Regions from separate parts of the Rattus norvegicus genome. Here region 2 is linked to region 1. The links are chromatin contacts, called in public Hi-C maps. All regions are on one chromosome and are shown on one strand. Each heading gives the region's core, a stretch centred on a gene start, on an enhancer-like site or on the middle of the called end of the contact. The rest is flanking DNA. Distances are from core to core; before and after follow the strand shown.

Region 1 (3,286 bases), core at 212-2,711:
ATGACTCCCCTGTGGTGGCTAAGGAACTTAGCCTGGTATCGAGCATCCCCTCATAGCCACTGACCTCTGTTCAGACATGCCTGTGTGATCCTAGGGTCCTATAGGCCTTACCTATGTGAGATAGGAAGAGAAAACATGGCGTCCTTCTGTGAGATAGTCAACCCCATTGCTCTGGCTTCTGTAAACCCGCATACAGCTCTGGGACTGAGATGAGATGGTCCCTTTATCTCTGTACAGTGGAATGAGGAACAATTGAGGAGGGGGAAATCAAGCTCTTACCCAGCTGTGAATTCCACCGAGCATGAAATAACTGTGATACCCACCACTGCCATCCATCTTTATAAACCCTTCCTTTAGCCACCCTTTGGCAAGGCAATCTTTTGACTTACCTCTAAGGCTGCCATTCAAGGCTATGATTCTGTTAGTGGTAAGAATAAACTGACCTACTCTGAATTCTGATTGAGTCTAATTCTTAGTTTGTTTGTTTTTTTTCTCCCCTAGTGGATTCAAGCTCCACACCAGTTAGGAGCATCTTTTGAGCTTAGGGTTCCTTATATATGCAGGGCTTCCCCAGGAAGTATAATTGCTGATTATGAGTTAATTATTTCCCATGCTGAAATTAATTCTGGTGTTTAAATTCTCACCGTCTACCCCCCCCCAAAAAAACCCTTTTACTCGCTTTTTGTCACACCCCCTCCTTCCAGAGAATACAACAAAGGAATTTGTCACTCTGTATCATTTTTCTAGTCTTTACTTCCAGTCAGTAGGCTGGGCTTGTAGCTCAGTGGTAGAGTACTTGTCAAGCATGGCCGGGGGTGGGGGGTTGGGGGGGTGGGGTTTGGGGGTGGGGTGGGGTTGGGGGGATTGGGGGTGTGGGGGTAGGAGTGGGGTGGGGAGTGTGTAAGTTCCATATCTACCACCATCAAAAAAGTAATTAAAAAAAAAAAGCTAGACCTGGTGGCTCGTGCCTGTAATTCCAGTAGTTGGGAGGTAGAGGCAGAAGGATGAAGAATTTCAAGGTCATTTGCAGGTAGACTAAGGTGAAGGCTAGCCTGAGCTACGTGGGATATTTTCTCAAAAAAAAAAAAATTAAAAAACAAACTGAAATAAGAAAGGAAGGTAGGGAAGGAAGAATGAAGGGAGGGAGGGAGAGAGAGAGAGGAGGAGGGGGAGAAACCAAAGACAAACTCAAAACAAAACACAACATAGATTACCAACCTAGCAAACTTGGGTCAGAGTCACAAAATGTTCCTCTTTCGTGTGCCAAAGACGAAATGAGGCATAAGCATCCGAGGGACAAGCCCTCACCTAGAACCTCACTGTCCTCCATGCCTTTCTTCCACCGGCCACCTCTCTGGAGAGCTAAGGCCCCAGTCTCAGGACTGCTTTCCTTCCTCCGCCCATTGCTCTCAACTATGTCCCTTCTCGGCCGCCTTAGCGCGAGCTACGCGGGAGTTCGGTAGCCGCGTCGCCTAGGCAACGGCTCGGCGGCGGGCTGCGGGCGCCAGGCGGCCCCGGGGAGGCGCTCGCGCCGTCGGCCCGGGCTCCGCGAGGCGACGAGGCGGCAGGTAAGCGGCGATAGAGCGGGCAGACGCGACCCGGAGAGGAGCGGTCCTCCGGGCGACCGGCGAGGGACGGGCCGCGGGGACGCCGGGCAAGGACGGAGGGCCGGACCTTTGTCCCCTGGGCCGGCGAGCTGGTCCTGCGACGCCCTCTGACCCCGGCTGTGTTCGGGTGGGTGCGCTTTCGGCTTTTATTCTTACGCAGCTCTGGAGCCTCACTCGAAAGTTTTCCTTTTAAATAATAATTTTTAAAAAGCTGTTATTTTATGAGGGTTGGTCGCGGAGTAGCAAGGAACTGAAGAGAACGTCTGCGGGTGTCGCTCTTCGTGGGGGGGGGTGGTGTTCGGCGAGATTGGACTTATTTCTGAATCAGTTTTCTCACCTGCACAACGGGGATAATAGTAGTAATAATGTCTGTCTTATAAGATGATCACAACGTGTATATATAGTTAAAATTCTCGCTACATGGGCGCTTTTCTTGTTACTACTACTAGGAGCATCGTTGAGTATTTATTGAGAACCAGGGCCCGGGCTGATCGCCAGCGGTTTTAAAAAAAAAAGTGAATGAGCCGTCTTGTCCTTCGGGAACTCCACTCCTGTCCGTAGGAACCTGACCTATGGGTTGGAGTTTGGCGTAATTTGAGCAATGGTTTTACGCGTGCAGGAAACTGGATGCAGTGAAGGCGGTTGTAGACCTTCAGAGGTGGTCAGAGAGAGATTACACAAGAAGGTTACTTCCAAAAGGAGGTATGAAGCCTGCCTTTTGTGTTGGCCGGAAGACTAGGCTGGTGTGCCCAGTGTTAGGAAAACAGGGTCTTGGAGGCAGCCAAACTTCTAGAGATTCTCCCAAGAATTTCAGACTGGAAGGGAGAGTCCAAAAGGTAGAAATAGTCTCTACTTGATTGAGGGATAAGCCTCTGCTCTTCCTGACAGACTTTTTTGTGGGGAGAAAGGGGAGCGTTATGGGTAAAGTTTTAGGAAGTTTGGTTTTTATTTTTTTGCGAGCCTTCAAGGGATTTGTTTGTTTTATACAGGATTTTGTGGCCTACAGGCTGGGTAACTAAGGCTTGCCTTGAACTCGTGACCCTCGTGTCTCCACCTCCTGAATTAGGTAGGGTACAGATGTGAACTGAAGAGTATTCTCATTAGTAGGGGTGCGTGCGCTTGATCAGAAGTAGACCCTCACTCTCTTTGGTTTCATCACTCCTATTTTTCACTTTGCAGCCAGTTCTTTATAACGATTCAAAAAAAAAAAAAAACCCAAAACAGATAATGACTATTGTCTTAGACCTTCTTTTCATTATTAAAACTAAATACCGGAGGTTGGCTAGCCTTAGAAAGAAAAGAAGTTTATTTAGCTTACTGTTCTGGAGATTCTTGGGACCCACTCCTGACCATGGGCATGCTGAGCGAATTATGAGATGGGGGGTTTGGGGATTCCTCTTTTTGTGGTGACCCTTGCCCACCACAGGCAGGGGTTCTGCCTCTGAGCTATGTACTCTTGGCCTTCTCTTAGAAAGTCCCAGGATGCAATCACAACCTCATGGCCTTATCTAATGCTGATTCCTTCCCATCTCTACACACTGTGTCCATGTGGTTTCCACTGTCTTCACTCACCTCATCTAACCCATAGGAAGTATGAGGTGCCCGCATGGGCAGTGTGGAATGAGAAAGCTGTCCTTATCGTAGAGATCAGAGCCTAGTTAGGAAATCCTGCCTCTGAC
Region 2 (3,343 bases), core at 287-2,786, 41 kb after region 1:
GCTTGGGCTGCTGGGTCCCTGCATGGAAACTGGAGTGGAAAGAGTTGGCATGTCTTTTTCATGTGCAAGGTGAGGGTGGCTTGCGTTTCTTGTTTGTGCATCCATAGTGTGGTTACAAGGCTTTTTTGACCCCTTTTGTGCCATCCTGGGGGTGAGTTTTTTCTTGGGAATAGAGGTAGGCTGTGGAAGGGACTTCTGTGCTGAACTCCTGTGTGGGTTTCCTATCTTCCTCAAATGTGTGTTGTACAAAGCTGGACATCTCAGCTCTGCTGATCCCTTTTATTGTGAGAGATTTCCCCCTCTTACACAGAAAGAGGCACAAAGATGGCGGGTTGCCCTAGTTCTCCCATGTGGCAAGTGATGGGAAATAGGCCATCGCTGTCACCCTTTAGCTTGGCCCACTGTTCTTCTGTCCACGTCACCCCTTGGGGCTCAGTGTCCCTCTCTACTTGAGGAGGGGTATTGTATAAAAGTCAGAAGGCAGTGATGTTTTGGTCTAAATCTATGACTTCGGCTATATGCTTCATTTTCTTACCACTCCCCACCCAGTCTACCCTCTGGTCTGCTGCCTGGCTCCTGGCCCTTGACCACTGTGGGCCTCTGTGATCCCTGATAGTCTGCCTATGCTTTCAGTCCAGAGTTCGGTGAGAAGATGAGAAAGACACCACTTCTCTCCCTCTTAACTCAGATGCCCTAGGCAGCTCTTCATTCCTCCTTCAGAGCCTGTCTGCTTCTGGGATCACACTCAGGTCAGTCCACAGGGCAGGCTGTGGGGTGGATGAAATACAGTAAATTACCACCTGTACATTACTACCAGACTCCAGAGGCACTGGGCATAGCAAGGCACACCTGTAGTCCTAGCACTCGAGAAGCTAAAGCAAGAGGATGGGCGTGAATTTCAGGCTATCCTGAACCTCAAGCCTATATAGAGTGAGTGCTAGGCCAACCTGGACTGTGAGACACTGTCCCCCAAACAAGCAGACAAACAACAAAATAAAAACAAAACACAAGGCCAACAGGGTGACTCAGTGGGTAAAAGAGCTTGCTGCACAAGCCTGACCATCTGAGTTCAATTCTCAGAATGAATATGGAAGGCTGACCTCCACATACACGACGCCATGGCAGAGGTGGGCTTGCATGCACTTGCACACACCGCCATCACCACCACCAAGATGATGACAAAACAACACAATAAACCCAAGCTTCATGTCTACACTGCTGCTTTACCACACCAGGGAGAGTGTTGGTGTGTGCACAGACTCTGTGTCTGCACAGGAATGCTTCTTGCTCTACAAACCAGGCTTCAGGGCTGCTTTCTGTCACTTAGACACCAAATGTTCTACTTCAAGTTAGCCATCAGCATGGAGACCAAAAAAAGCGGTGCTACTCTCCTGGGGGAGCAGAAGACCCTGGCCTGGCAGCTGCAGGAAGAGACTGTTGCCCGCTGCAGTCTTTAGAAGCGAGCACACTCAGTCTACTTAGCTGAATAACAGGCACCAGAAGTGGTTCCTACACAGACAGAGGCGGGAACTCTTGGGAACAGTTATTACTCATGGCCCACAGCTGTGCTCACCACCTCCCGGAAATGCTTCAGCACTGGCCTGGCTTCCTCTAAAAGGCATGGTTTGTCTGAGAGCTGCACTCAGCTGTGAAGTACAGATTAGAACTTACCACTCTATGAAGCCAGCATTCCCAATGTAAGAGAAGCTTTGTTTATGCTCGAAGAAACCACTGCTTCCATTTCGCTCTTTAGGACAGGATGAGGACCTTCAGAGCCCCCCAGAAAGAAGTATCTGGTGGTCAATGCACACTTACGTCCCAGGGCTCTAGGTCAGCTCTATGTACTTCATAGATGGCCTCTGTCATCCAGTAAATGTGTGCCGAGGGCTCTCCTACTGCATGGAGTTGGAATCCACTGGCCAAGACTGAAGGCTTAGACTCAAATGTAGATGAAATGAACTTACTCTTATTGCCAGCAGAAGGATGGCAGTCTTAGAGCCAAACGGTGCTAAAGGAAGGGTTCCTGACAGTGGGCATCGCAGTTATCCCATGCTCTATGGAATCCACAGCTGGGCAAGAAAATTGCTTTATGGCCCTTAGTTGTTCTCAGCTCCTTTAGACAGCTATAAGAGACATTTTATCATTTTATCTGATCCCACAGCAATGGTGGGTTTACAGAAGCCAGTGCAAGCAGTTAATTAGCTCACATCAGTAACCCCATTTTTCAGGGCCCTAGAATCTCTCATGTATTTCAGGACAAAGGTCAATGGCTATTTAAGGGGTACCTGGTACCAGAATTCCTTAGCTACATAGGAGAGTCATGTATAAATTACCATAGAAACTAGAGCACCCAGGGAAACTGGAAAGAAGTGTCATTAATGACAGGGACAGAGTGGTTTCTTCCTGGGCAAGCAGTTACACAGTGCCCTCAGGTTAGGGCTGCCATCACGTTCCCACAATTGTTGTGTCCTACCTCCCATCCCTCTGTCTCAAACGCACTAGATAGCTGAGGCTGGCCTTTCCTAATCTTCTTGCCTCTTCCTCTTTTGTGCTATAAATTAAAGGCATGTGATACCAGGCCCTGCTCAAAATTCCACATGATTCCTGGGTTGTTGTTGTTTTTTGTTTGTTTGTTTGTTTGTTTGTATCGTTTGTTTTAACCAAAGCATTGATGTTTAAACTAAGTTCATGCCAGGCAAACACTCTATCATGGGGCTACCTCCCAAGTCCTGTGATTCAGGGATGGCAGCAGTGGGGTGAGCAGTTACTGTGCCATGTGCCAAGTGGTACAAGAGCTATGTGGAGAGGCTGTGGGTCCCTCAGTCAGTGGAGCCAGCAGAGGCTCTGAGCCTCGCTCGTTCTCTTAGCACATGCTTGCCCCTCCAGCTCCTGTGCTTACAGCTTTGCAGTGCTGTGCTGGAAGCAACTGGAAGCTGTGGCCACAGCCAAGGCACTTGTTCCTTCACCTTCTGGTCTCCTGCGCTTCAGAGGAGTGGAGGAGGAAACCTTCCTCACAAAGTGCAGTGGCCCCTCTGGGGATGGCCCCGGATTGAGAACCGTGACTATAGGGATGGTGACTTGGAGTCTAACGTCATCAATGATGTTCTGTTGGCTTGTTTCTATAGTGTTTCTTGTGATGCTCCCTCCCTCCTGTTACAGTCCATGCTCTGGACTGCAGTCTACAGGCACCGCTGCCATCTGAGCCAGTAGGGGCTGCACCTCTATCGGTCTGGACCCCTAGACAAAACAGTGGGTGTCAGGCCTCCTGCATGGTGGTGTGGTAGGAATATGAAGGGGGATATTATGACCTTTTAATTTTTATTTTAATTTATTTGTTTTGAGA

Evidence for each region. Hi-C and Micro-C count contacts between places; a contact is called where the count stands out from the background.
Region 2: a contact with region 1 is called in a Hi-C map of psoas muscle, with 2.1 times the contacts expected there. The contact joins the enhancer-like site here to the promoter of Pkig in region 1. A contact is called at or near these places in 2 of 12 Hi-C or Micro-C datasets (Schwann cells and psoas muscle).

Annotation. Positions count from the first base shown.
Region 1 is chr3:172,748,454-172,751,739 of GRCr8, forward strand. Pkig (cAMP-dependent protein kinase inhibitor gamma) reads left to right here and starts at 1,462. Exons shown (of 4, transcript NM_001401793.1): 1 at 1,462-1,568. It also overlaps a transcript of Serinc3 not described here.
Region 2 is chr3:172,789,150-172,792,492 of GRCr8, forward strand. The region is part of intron 1 of Pkig (cAMP-dependent protein kinase inhibitor gamma); the gene reads left to right. Among named protein-coding and RNA genes, the nearest start is that of Pkig, 41 kb to the left of the region's middle. Within about 2 kb of position 1,537, at least 50 of the 93 cell types and tissues checked have an H3K27ac peak or open chromatin away from gene starts, as enhancers often do. A contact at or near this core is called in Schwann cells, where this site is marked.